2 separate regions of the Anas platyrhynchos genome follow, and region 2 is linked to region 1. The links are chromatin contacts, called in public Hi-C maps. All regions are on one chromosome and are shown on one strand. The core of a region is the stretch at or near the end of the contact, and the rest is flanking DNA. Distances in the headings are between cores, read along the strand shown. Region 1 holds the start of WDSUB1 (WD repeat, sterile alpha motif and U-box domain containing 1). Region 2 overlaps TANC1 (tetratricopeptide repeat, ankyrin repeat and coiled-coil containing 1).

Region 1 (6,347 bases), core at 2,486-4,985:
AGGTGTACCTGCAATTACAAATGTGAATAATCATTCACGAAATTTATCAGCTGAATATATATGTATGTATGTATGTATATATATATACACACACACACACACACATCCCCAAAATATATACAACTAAGACTAAGCTGACCACTGTTGGCATGTTAGCACTTTGAAATAAACTTTGAAAAGTAAAAGTGAGGTGAACAGGAAAGCAATGTTCACGTTCTTTTTTGTTCTCTTACAATGTAAATATTGAATCAGAATAATTTAAGCTCAAAACAACAATATGGTTTCTACATTGTTACTAAACATCAACATAATAATATAACAACAATAAAATAATAATAACATAATTAATTCAAGCTTCTTGAGTTTGCATTGTTCAACTTAAAAAAAAAAAACAACAACACAAACAAAACTTAGCACTTCTCCTATTTATGTTCTTTTGGTCTTCAACATCCTATTCCCTTTTCTTTGTCACATAAATCAGAGGTGTAAAGTCTGCCAGTCTGTGCACGTTACAGCATACTACTAAAAGAATAGCACTTATAATATATTATATTTCTGTCATTGAAAAAAAGGTTGTGAAAAGATATTTGGCACTGACCTGTACAGTTTCAATGACTGCACATTCCAAAGAACTACACTCCCGTCCGCGGCACCTGACACCAGATACGTGGATTCTGGGGAAAATCGGCAGACTCTAACTGGACTGCCACTGGGCTGCCCAAGCACTGCCAGCACCTGACCATCATGTGTGTCCCAAACCATGGTAGTACCATCCGTTGAACATGAAGCTAAAAGGTGTCCCAATGGAGAGAAGCAGCAGCAGTGGACAGCATATGTATGACCTTTCAAAGGTGAGTATGAAAGCTCAGTAAAGTCACTTAAAGAATAAATACGAACTGTTTTGTCCAAAGAACAAGTAGCCAAGAGCGATGGTGAGAAGGCACAGCAGTTGACATCATCACTGTGATCTGCTAAAGTGTGAATTAATGTTGCCATTTTATCTACTTTCAAAGAAAAAAATCTGGAAAAAAAAGTTAAAACAGTTAGTCTCTCCTATTTCATACATCATACATGCTACCTTAAACAAGATACTTTCTCCAGGAAAAAACAGATGTTTTGCAGAGACTAATTTTTCATTTAAGCATTGCTTTTGTCTTCAACTTAAAGCATAGAATATCCACAGCAACAAGATGAGAAGTTTGTGAATCAGTTAGAATTAACATATATGAACTTTTATTTAAGTCAATTTGCAATTTTGAAATAAAACGTGCAAGCTCACATAATAACTATCTAGTCTAGGGGCGCTGGCGATAGAGCTTATTCCAGAACTTTTATTTATTTTAATACGTTTGCTGTTCAAAGTTGTTAACCGCTGCATCTACACGAGACACAATGAAGTAAGCATTTTATGAATTAGGCAATGAATTTTATGATTTAGGCAATGAAGTAGCCTTTTGAGAGGCCAGTCATCAAGCAAAAAATTTATAAACCACTTGCTACAAACAGATATATCTTTCTATGTAGGATTGGGATATATATATGATCTTGTGAGCAACATCTCAAATAATTTTCTTCAGACAGGATCTTCTATGAAGCTATTCTATTTACGATTTCAGTGGCGGGCGTCCTGTCCAACAGGAGCGCATTTTAGTAAACAAATCATAACCTTTTATTTCTTATTACCTGACGCCTCATCACCTCCCCTGTTTCTTCACTGGCTGAGGACTACAGGTTCATAACCTACTCGACACTCCTCTATACCATATATGTACAATTTTTCTTTTTTTTTTCAACCCTTTAATTTCTCCTTTCTTATGTCTTGAGAACTTATGATCTTTGTTTTACTATTCTCACACTGCTCATCTTGTTTTTCTCAAGCTTCTACCTTATTTTGGAACATTGAGGCCTTCCACTGTCCACTTACCTACTTAGTGTTTCTCCTTATTATGACTACACAACGACCTTAGAATACAGAAAAGTAATTGACTACTGCAAAAACACAACTTTGTTTCTCACAATCTGAATTAAAAAATAAATAAATAAAATCCTACCAAGCTAGGACAAAACAGCTGCAAGGTGTCTTTGTATTTGTTTTCAAACAACCCTCCCTGAGTTGTAACTGGATGCATTGTGGACTATTTCTAAGCCACCTGCATTAACATACTATTTCGTGAAAGCAGCAGAAACTTGTCCAATCATACCTCTAAACCTGACTCCACTAGAGCTGTGTGTATGAAATAGATTGCTAGAGCTCTAGCTGGGCACAGGCAACGGATGTATAGTAGGACTGAAACACAAATCATCGGGAATTACATTTGGTCTTTACTTCCAAAGATTGACGTGCATTTTAAACTAACAGCTATGGGAAGCAAGCACGACCAAAGAATAAAAGCTAAACTGAGACATAGTCTGTGGACCTGACAGCTACTGATTTGCTGGGAAGGAGCCGCTGCATCTTCTCTTCGATCATATCCCCTACTCTTGCAAAATCAGGCAGTTACCTGTACTAGCACTGGCCAGCTCGCACTTTTTCTTCCCGGACAGATCTGGGTTAGGTGCCTAACCGTGAGACGCAGATTAGACGGAGTACAAGGCAATTGATTTCCTCGTTCGTGCAATCTCCAAATCTTAGAAAGCACATTTAAACCCTCGCTCAGCGCTGCTGCACCCCTGCTTCCAGAGGAACCGCTGCAGGAGGTGTTAAGCAGACTAAGCAGCGGCAAATCATCTCCTGCCCGTACGGAGAAAAGCCGCCTGCTTCCTCCCGCTAGGAGCAGCTGAGGAGCCTCCCTGCAGCACGGACAGGCCGCAGGAGGTTCCCGCAGCCGAGGGCGCGTTGCGGCCCGCTGTCCCCGCGCACAGCGCTGCGGAATCGCCTCCCCTGGCAGCCGCCACTTCCTCCGTAGCTCGCGAGCCACCCGCTGTCCCTTACAGACAAAGCTGCGGCGCTTTCGGCCGCTACCGACAGCCCGCGCCGGCGCCGCTCAGAGGGAAAGCCCGCGCCTCACCTTGCGCCCTGCCGACGGCTTTCGGAGAGCGCTCGGGGGAGGCCCTCGCTCGGCGGCCCGGCCGCAGGGCCCCTTCTCGCCAGCCGCCGCCAGTCACCGCAGTACTGCGGGACGGCGGAAACGGGCCGCACCGCCGCGCCCCGCCCCGCCCCGCCAGCCCCGCGCGAGCGCCCCCGCGGCGGGAGGGCTCGCCCCGCCCTCCCGGGAGCGCCCCCCGCCTCACCGCCTCACGGCGGGGCCGCTGCGCGCGCGCAGCCCGCGCCGCCTGGCTCGCGGCGCCGCAGCCCGGCCTGCCGCAGTGGCCGGGCCCCCCGCCGTCCCCGCACTGAAGCAACGTCGGCGCCGGCGTTTGGCCGCTTCTTGTTTTTTCCCCCGCCACTTCGCCGGCAACGCTTTCCCAAACGCCTTCGTTTCCCGGTGCGGCAGCGTGCATCCCCGTAAGGCTGCAGTCTCCTTCCTCATCGGCGAAGGATCGTTGCGGTGCGGCCACACAGGCGCCCCCGTTGCGGGAGCAGCGCGGTAGGGCCGGCGCGAGGCGGGCCGCACGACGAGCCCGAGGCGCTCCCCGCTGCCGCCGAGCCGTCGCCACCCTTCCCTTAGCTCCTGGCGGCTTCCGCTGGAAGAGCGGTCCGTAATTAACAGCTGGGAGACTCACCCGAAATTGTTCGCTCGGTAACAAATGGCGAATCAACAGCACGCACAGAAGTGCAGCTTCTATAACCCGTGGTTATTTCGGACAATACAGTCAACAGAAACGTGCGTGATAGAAGACAGTTGTTTTTCTAAGCGTACATGTAAAAAAAAGCTTGCATTGTTAGATCTACCTTGAACTCAGAACTACAAAGAGTTGCGCAAAATCAAACAGCAGAGTTGTGCTGTTCTTGATTTCCATCTTTAGTGGTCAGCTCACAGGCACGCTTTGGTAGATGTAGAACATCTAGGGAAAATACGATACAGACGTGATGTTGTTCATTAATGTTAAGTCCCCTGGACCAGCAGTTCAGCATGTTCATGATGGTTCCTCAGATATCAGTGCCCATTCATAGGGTACAGCTGTTCAGTTAAACTGTCATTAGGAAATTAAAGAAGTCATATAAGAAGAATTAAGAAAAAGCAATAGATCTCTTTTTAAACATACATAGTTGTCATAAGCAAAATACAACTTTGAATTTGCACCTGCTTCTGTGCCATCCAATTTGTTTTCAAAGAGATGCTAAGAGACAAAACAGAATCCAAGGTGGCAGCCAGAAATCTCTTCACTGACCTTTCTCTATTAACGGTATTTTAAAACAAAGAGTTCAAAAGTTTGTCAAGAAATTCTCTAAATTTAGATCAGCCTACATTGTTCAGGAAGGAAGAAAAGCACACTGGACTTTTCCTCTCCAAAAACAGATGGATAGTAACATTAATAGGAGAGAAGGTTAGCAAGTAAGAAAAATTAAGCACATTTTTTTCCAGTAGTTAAAACCCTGATCTTATCTAAGAAGATATACGATGGCGTGTTTATGATTCAAGCTCACTTTTCAAATATAATTCTGTAATTTTAATTTTATTGAAATTGGAATGAAAATACTGGCTGATAGTGAGGAAAACAATACATTAGTAATGTAAAGTCAGTGAGACAAGCTTCACCTCTCTTATCATAGCTGCAAGCTCCTTAACTGTCCTAGCTGTACAGTCAAATCAGGATACAAGCTGAAAAATGCAAATATGTATGTAATGTGGCTGTAACATATGTAATGTTCTATTCTAGCTTTCCAGAAAACTGTGAGATTTACTATGGGGGATAAAACATTAACCAGTACAGAATCTAATAAAATAAAAACAATTGTTTTGCATCGAATAAATGCTTTTGCCAATAATCTAAGCATACTTACAACACTCTTACAAGCCTACTGTTATATGTTCTAAATGCAGATTACTCTTCGTATCTCTGAAACTTATCAGCAGACCTTATAATTGAAATCTTCCGAAATGTGATGAAGAGGAAAGCCATGAAGCAGTCATTGGTAGAGCTAGTGTTAGAATGCAAGGCTGCTTTAATATCCAGATGTGATTTTTTTTATTATACGTAACACCGGTTCTTCTAGCAAGACTTCAGAAAAGAAAAATAACATTCAACAAGATGTTCTGGAGAGGGCAACAGAAACCAACAAAAATTTTATTAAAAAACAGATACTCTCTCAGCAGAGGGAGAAAATATAATGGCAAAGGGATATAAGAAAAAAAAAAAAGACTAAAGCTCAAACTTGGCAGGCCTAATTTAAAATATAAAAAAAATTACTTGTCAAGGGAGCTTTAGGTACTGGGGCTCCGCAGCACTCATCTACAATTCTACTTTCTTTAGTCAGAACAATGATTATGACTCATGCCCTTCTACAGACCAAAAAAACCCAAACCATATAATCATCATTGCTTTTAAGGAACATTACATGTGGTACGTATTTACATTACTGTTGTTACAGTGTGAATGCACGTGATAAGCAGGACTGGCAGAAAGAGGTCAAACTCTAGGCAGCCAACTGGTTATACCTAAAGGCCGCATCATCTTTGCTCATTCAAGTAGGTGGTAGAACTGCTACTCTGCCTGGCAATTGCTTCAAGTTACCATTAAAAGGCCAGGAGAATTAGATGCATCAAACAAACAATGTTAAATGAAAGACTCCCAAGATATTATTAAAAACATTCCTGTATACGCAGGATTTGAAATATTAAAATCGCCAAGAAAATCTGGTTTGCAAAACAGTCGTTTATTGTATCCGTGCCACACATACTAGTGTAAAATAACACTCCTAAAAAAAGGGAAAAAATGAAAAAAGAAGAGGAATGCTACCTTTCCACAACATTTCTTTTAAATAAAATTTCAAGTACTCTTACATTAGTACAAAAAAAAAAATTCTATCTGCCCCAACAGGCCACCACAACACACAGTAGATAAAACACAGTGGTTACAAATGTCTTTTTTGTTATTTATGGGGCAAGGCAAATGGAGAGGAATGTTTCTATGAAAAAATACTGTGTGCGTAGGAAATCGTCACAATTTTATTCCACATGAATACAAATGATTATACTTGAAATTGAGGCCGTGGTGGCTTGAAATTATGTAACAAAATAGAAAAATGGAAAACTAATATCCCCTACACCCTGTTTTGAAGGCAGGCACTACCAAGATTAAGGAGACTCCACAGTGTTGGTAGAGGATAATTACTGTACAAGCCATATAGCTGTAATTATCTTAAGACTAAAATAAAATGCTACTGTCCTCCTAAGGCATAAACAATAATGTCTGCAAACAATATGTACACATCATACATATTTAAAACAAGACTTAATATAAAC
Region 2 (6,347 bases), core at 2,565-5,064, 120 kb before region 1:
TGTCAGAAAAAAAACTTTATAATTCTGATCTTTACCTTTTTTTTTTTTTTCTGAAGAAAACTAATAGCTAGTGAAAATAATAGGGCCTGATTCTGATGGCCGTTAAGGAATATTTCTTTCTCTGAAGTAATCTGCTTCCAGAAACCTATGCATATGCTTGCCAAGGATCTCATGCCAGATAAGGTTGTGTTAGTAAAAAGGATTATTTTCTTTTGGATTACACCCATCAACATTCCCCTGGATGCTAGATTAACTGGACACCTAATTGTTCTGGACTGTGCTTAATATATACTTGAGTGAAGAATCAATTCAAGCATCTTTTCCTAATAACTTGAAGGGACGGTGTGTATCCTGGCACACTACAGAAATTGGTGACTGATGAATTGCACCCTGCTGCAAGGAGCTATAAATAGCTTGGGAGCAGAGAGATACGGGATCCTTGTTTCTATCCTGCACCCCTAGAGTGGCTGAAAACATTAGTGTTCTAGCTGTGTGCAAATCACTGTGGGGATCCAGTCACTTATTGCAGCACTTCATTGTTGCAGCTGCATAAAATCCTATGTTGTGATACGATATTAACATTGCTATGGCAGTGAGTAAACAGAAGAATCTGACCATCCTTCTACTTGTTCCATATTGAATTTTTGCAGTCTGTTCTCTAATGAATATTATCTAAACAGTTGAAAACAATATGTTTAGGGTAGGGATGGCATGCTCAAATACAGAAAGTAGCTATAGGGAACATCTTTATTGGCATGAATCAGGTGGTCATACAACAGTTGCTTATGGACCTAACCCAGTTTTAAAAGGTCCTCATATAGTGCACCTTTAGCAGCTTCGATACTATTTAGTTGAATTAAATATATTCAGTAACTAGGTTTTCTCTGGTATAGTGACTGCTCTGTCTGCACTGGGAGTTGTGCAGCATAGGCTCAGTCTGTTTTTAAGAAGCATCAGTCCTCCTGGAAAAATACATCTGTGCGTGTTGCAGCTGTGCCTAGGATTTGTAAGTGTACAGTGCATATTTGGAGTGGTGGTATGGTAGTTCCAACCACCCTATCACAAAGCCTGCTTTAATGTAAAATATCTTCCATATTCTACCTATATAAAATTTTAATGTAGAGAAAGGGGACCTAACAAGAAGCCAGGAGGCCTATGTTCGATAAGCTCAGTTTGTGGGTTTTACTAAATGTCAAGCAGGTGCAAGTCCCTCTTTTGCAGTAATATGCATCCTGCAGAGGAAGAAATCCTGGCAACTGATCTATTTCATTTCCTGCATTCCCCTGTGGCATTATTACATGTAGCATTTAATGTTTGGTTTCTGTGTCAATAGCACTTGCTATTTGAAGAGAACCTGAAAGTTGGTTTTACTCAGCTGGGCAGATGAGCACCACAACTGCTTTCTCACTCCTCCCTCAAAGGGAAGGGGGGAAAAATATGATGGAAAGAGCTACAGGGTTGAGATAAGGACAGGGACATCACTCTGTAATTATTATGATGGACATAATAAAAAAACAGACTAGGTGTAAGGAGATCAGAGAATGTCATTTACCTATTACTAACAAGCTAGAGCAGTGAGAAGCAAACCAAAACCAACCAACCAAAAACCCTACAGCCACCTTCCCCTCCTCCACCCTCTTCTAGGCCCTCATCCTGAGCAGCACAGGGGAATGAGAGATGGGGTCTGCAGTCAGTCTATAACGCTTTATCTCCACTGCTCCTTCAGGGTCACTCTGCCCATGCTCTCCATGGCGTCCCTCCCACGGGATGCTGTCCTTCACAAACTGAGCCTGTGGTGGCTGCCTACGGGCAGCAGCTCCTCAAGCACTGCTCCCACACGGCTCCGTACCACGGGGTCCATCCCCCAGGAGCAAACTGCTCCAGCACGGGTCCCTCATGGGTGGGCAGCAGCTCCCCCCAGGCCCCCTGCTCCTGCGGGGGCTCCTCTCCACCGGCTGCAGCTCCGGCCCGGGGCCTGCTCCTGCGGGGACTCCACAGGCCGCAGCCTCCTCCAGGCCACATCCACCTGCTCCACCAGGGGCTCCTCCACCCATGGGGGGGCTGCAGCGTGGAGATCTGCTCCATGTGGGACCCATGGGTGCAGGGGGACAGCCTGCTCCACCAGGGGCCTCTCCCTGCACAGCCCGCAGGGGAACTGCTGCTGCCTGCCTGCAGCACCTCCTGCCCTCCTGCTGCACTCACCTTGGTGTCTGCAAGTCTGTTTCTCACTTCTCATTCCCCTAGCTGCTGTTGCACAGCATTTTGTTTTTGTTTTTCCCCTTTTATCAAATCTGCTCTCACAGAGGCGCAAAGAACATCGCTTATTGGCCTGGCTTTGGCCAGCGGCGGGTCCCTTTGGAGCCGTCTGAAACTGGCTCTTATCTGACGTGGGGCAGCTGCTGGCTTCTTCTCACAGAGGCCACTTCTGCAGCCCCTGCTACCAAAACCTTGCCATGTAAACCCAGTACAGAAGTGTACAGAGAATAAACTCTTCTGCTGAAGTGTTTTATAATTAAGAACACTTCCATTTCAGCCAAGTCAATCTTTTACTTAACTGTTGTATTCTGACAAGTGCTTTTCTGTAAGGTGCTTTATTTTCTCAAATTTATATATATTTTTTAAGGTGTCCTGCTTATAACAGTATTCTTAATAACAAGAACAAAACAGAAAATAAAAATTGTATTTTAAACTTTTAAAGAATAGACTTGACAGTTTTTCATCCTGTTTGTGCCATCAGCTCTGACATCTTTTTTGTTTGTGTTTGCATCATTGGTGATGCTATGATGAATCAGTTTTACCTTGTTTTAGGGAGTTTTATCTAGTTCTAGTCTGAATTTATTACTTTGCCTTTATTTAAATATGAACTACAGCTAAATTCAGAACATAAGGAACAAATACAGTTGGTTTGCTGGAATGGATCAAAGCCATGCAGGAAGCCTGCTTTTGCAAATGATGGAAGCATTTAACAAGAATGGCATGGTTTCAGGAAACAATTTATTCTGTAGAACTTCTTGATGGAAATAACATTGCTTAATATGGGGTTGTTTCTTGTCTGTAGACTTTAAAACACCTTAGAGAAGTGGGAGCGGCTGAAGACAACTGGCAATAAAAGCCATGAAAACAGATTTCAGTAAATGCTGCTAGCTACAAGGCCTTCAACATACATGTATTCCTAAATTTGATAATGTCACACCTTCTGTTTGAAGGCTTCTGGACTTCTCTGCAGGGATGAATTTCTTGAGTGAGGCTGAGTGTCTACCTCTTAGCACCTGACTCTAACATCTTGGGTGGTGCTTGGCAGAGCTGTTTGGGAATTTGGCAATGTGTAACTTTAGCTGTTCTGGAATGAATTATGGTATGTGTTGTTATTCATTGTACAGACTTAAGTCTGAATTGAGAGTACGTGACTTCTGACTTTTGTGTGAAGCCATGAAGCAGATTAAATGACAAAGGAAAAACATGTGGCTAATCTGGAAATCTACAATAAAAGGGAACCATAATGAAAGGTTTAACAAAATAAAATAACTGTTTAAAGCCTTTCTTCCTTCTGAGATGTACTCATTCAGTCTGTCCCTCTCCAAGCAGTATGCACAGATTTGCAAATAATTTTAAGCACAGTAACCTCTCCGTGCTATGCAAAATCCAACTGGTATACACACAAACATGTACATCTACTGAATTCCTCTTCAGCTGCATTGGTAGAGGAATGTGTTTCTGGAATGTAAAAATTCCTTGGCCTAATCAGTGTCGTCTGTGACACTGTTGAGCATAACTCCCAAAACAAGTTCACAGTAAGCAATCCTGTTTTGAAACCCTCACTGTCCTTGATGACCATGGTTTCAACATGCTGTTATTCCTTGTGTTCTCTTTCTGCATCTCATAGGCTGTCCTTCCTTCCTTAGCACGAGCAGGGCAGATGCTTGCAGCTGATCAGTTTAGGTGATCGGTTTAGGAGGAATGCAAATTTTTTTCATGCTTTTGAGCCATTTGTGCATTAAATCTTTTTTTAAGAGAGTAGGTGTGATGGGATTCTTTGCAGATACCCAGTATAGCATTCCTTAGAGCTTCCAGACCTAAAGCTTTGACTGCTTCTTGTCTTCCTCACCGTTAGCTGAATGGCTGCTGCTGTTCTGCGGAATACATTATTGAACCACGCTTGTACCTGGTAACTGTTTTCAGTCTTTCTCAGCTACTGTAAACTTTAAGGCACTTTGCTTTCTCTTTTCACTAGTTATCGTTTTCACTTTATTCAGTGAAACCATGCAGAGAACAATGATTCAACCTGATAGTGAACAGCCTTTTTCTTCTTGTCAAACCTGGCCATAGACCCCAGTCCTGGCCATTATTCCACTCTTACTGGATTTTAGTGGAAAACTTTTAGATAACTTTATTATTAACATACATTTCTGGCATTTCATTTGTAACAAATTACCAGTTTTTAGTTCACTCTTCAGATGAAGAGTCTATTAAAATTATGAAACCTGAGTATTTCTTACTCTCCAGCTTTCCTAGTTTGCTAAGTTGCTATACAGGTTTATCAATCACATCAAGCATAATGTAAGAAACCTCAATAGTTCAGTAGTATGAGTATACTACTTTTGCCACAAGAGGTAGCTATATGTCTACATCTTACTCAGGTTCTGCCAGCTAAGCTAGCCTCTGAAAACGCAGCTATTTTCTTAGAAGGAGGTATACTTAATGTGAAAAAAAAATGAAGTAGTTTCAAAGAAAAATAATAGATTAAGTACTGAAATCATCATTTGGTATTTCACACGGGACTCTAGCAATTGTAGAGATCCAAAGAGCATAGTCGTTACAAAACAGTTCCTTTTCCTTCCTACATTCTTGATGTTTATGGCAGTAGTCAATTAAACTGAAACATCAAACAGGGAATACAGGAAAGCACATACTACATTTATATTAGACACACTTGCATAGATAATCAGTATTTGCTGATTTTATAGGTGCTTTCATACTATGTATTTAAACTTGTTAATTTAGAAACAATTTATTCTTCCGTGAACCAGGCAACATTGGAAAATTGGATACAGCATTTCATATTTAACTGTTATGTAAAATGGGAGGAAGTTTCTGAAACTGATTTCACTTAATTATTTCAGAAGTTATTTTTATGTAAATGAATAACAAAGCTATTATAAAGTATTAGTTTTTATATAGTAGCCATCATTTTAGTTGCAAAATATACAGTTAAAGGCATACTGAAATAGAACAGTCACTAAAACGAATAGTGACCTTAAACTTTAATTCCAACCTACTTTTTTGCTCATAACCTTCTGGAATTCCTTCTAGTTTAATTTATTTTTTCCATATTTGGTATCTTTTTTTTTTTTTTTTTTTTGAAGCTCAAGAGTTAGCGAAAACTCTGAGCCTCATTTAAGCTGTACAAGCCTGAAATATTTGTTCCCTATATGTTGCTGTCAAGAAACATCAAAAACAATGACAAACAAGAATAGCTATTAAAAAATAGCTGAAATTTAAAGCTTTTAACTTGGTTTGTTCTGTGGATCTCAACCATAAAAAGTGAAAACAAGTCAAAAAGCTAAATTCAGAGTGAGATAATTTTGTTGGAGCTGTTCAAAGATGGCAGGCAACAATGGGTAGACATATAATTTTCTCTACAGTGCACATATATTTGAGTTCTGCTGTGCAAAAGTTTTTTGAGGTTTCTAAAGACAGTACTTTAAAATATTATGGATAACCCTCCAATTATGTTTAACTCTAGCCTCTAACCCTTTAGCAAGGCCAATTTTAGGCTGCTACTATCTTGAATTTTATTTTTTCCTAACTGAATTCAACTCACAAAAAGTAAATAAAGGAATTTTAAAATGTTATAGATGTATTTGTCATGACACATTTATAACTCTGACTGTCTCCAAGAACTTAACTGAAGGATAGCTTTGTTCAGAATGCCTTTATAAGTGCATGCACAGAAAAAAAGGGGGATGAGGGGTGGCGAGGGGAATGTCCCAAAGCTCTGCGGGCTGTGGCTGTAAGGAATTTACAAACTTGGCTGGCAAAATTGGAATGCATATATTGTTTTACACTAATAAGATCATGCTTCACAAATTGGAGAAAATTAAGTTTGAACCAACCAACATACTGGTTGGTATGGTAGAATGATAATAAGCTCAGAAATATTTGTCTTTAACCAACAATACTGTTCCTTTCAAATGGAACAAGGACTGCTAACCTTTGGTGTTTTTCCCAGTTTACATAAAACCTTTGGGTAGCCTGGCATATGCATTGTACCTTTAAACACTTCCACTGAGACACAAACTGTTCTTCTGCTATTATGGCTCACCACATGATTAAAAACAAATTCTCAT

What was found. A called contact is a pair of places that touch in the nucleus more often than the background predicts.
Region 2: a Hi-C map of liver shows a contact between it and region 1, with 2.4 times the contacts expected there. The contact joins the enhancer-like site here to the promoter of WDSUB1 in region 1. A contact is called at or near these places in 3 of 8 Hi-C or Micro-C datasets (liver, skeletal muscle and subcutaneous adipose tissue).

Annotation. Positions count from the first base shown.
Region 1 is chr7:758,600-764,946 of IASCAAS_PekinDuck_T2T, reverse strand. WDSUB1 (WD repeat, sterile alpha motif and U-box domain containing 1) reads right to left here and starts at 3,735. Exons shown (of 9, transcript XM_027458216.3): 1 at 3,009-3,735. The coding sequence starts at 3,441. It overlaps BAZ2B (bromodomain adjacent to zinc finger domain 2B), which reads right to left. Exons shown (of 37, transcript XM_072040988.1): 37 at 5,738-6,347.
Region 2 is chr7:880,913-887,259 of IASCAAS_PekinDuck_T2T, reverse strand. All of the region lies in intron 2 of TANC1 (tetratricopeptide repeat, ankyrin repeat and coiled-coil containing 1), which reads left to right. Among named protein-coding and RNA genes, the nearest start is that of TANC1, 12 kb to the left of the region's middle. Within about 2 kb of position 3,814, at least 4 of the 8 cell types and tissues checked have an H3K27ac peak or open chromatin away from gene starts, as enhancers often do.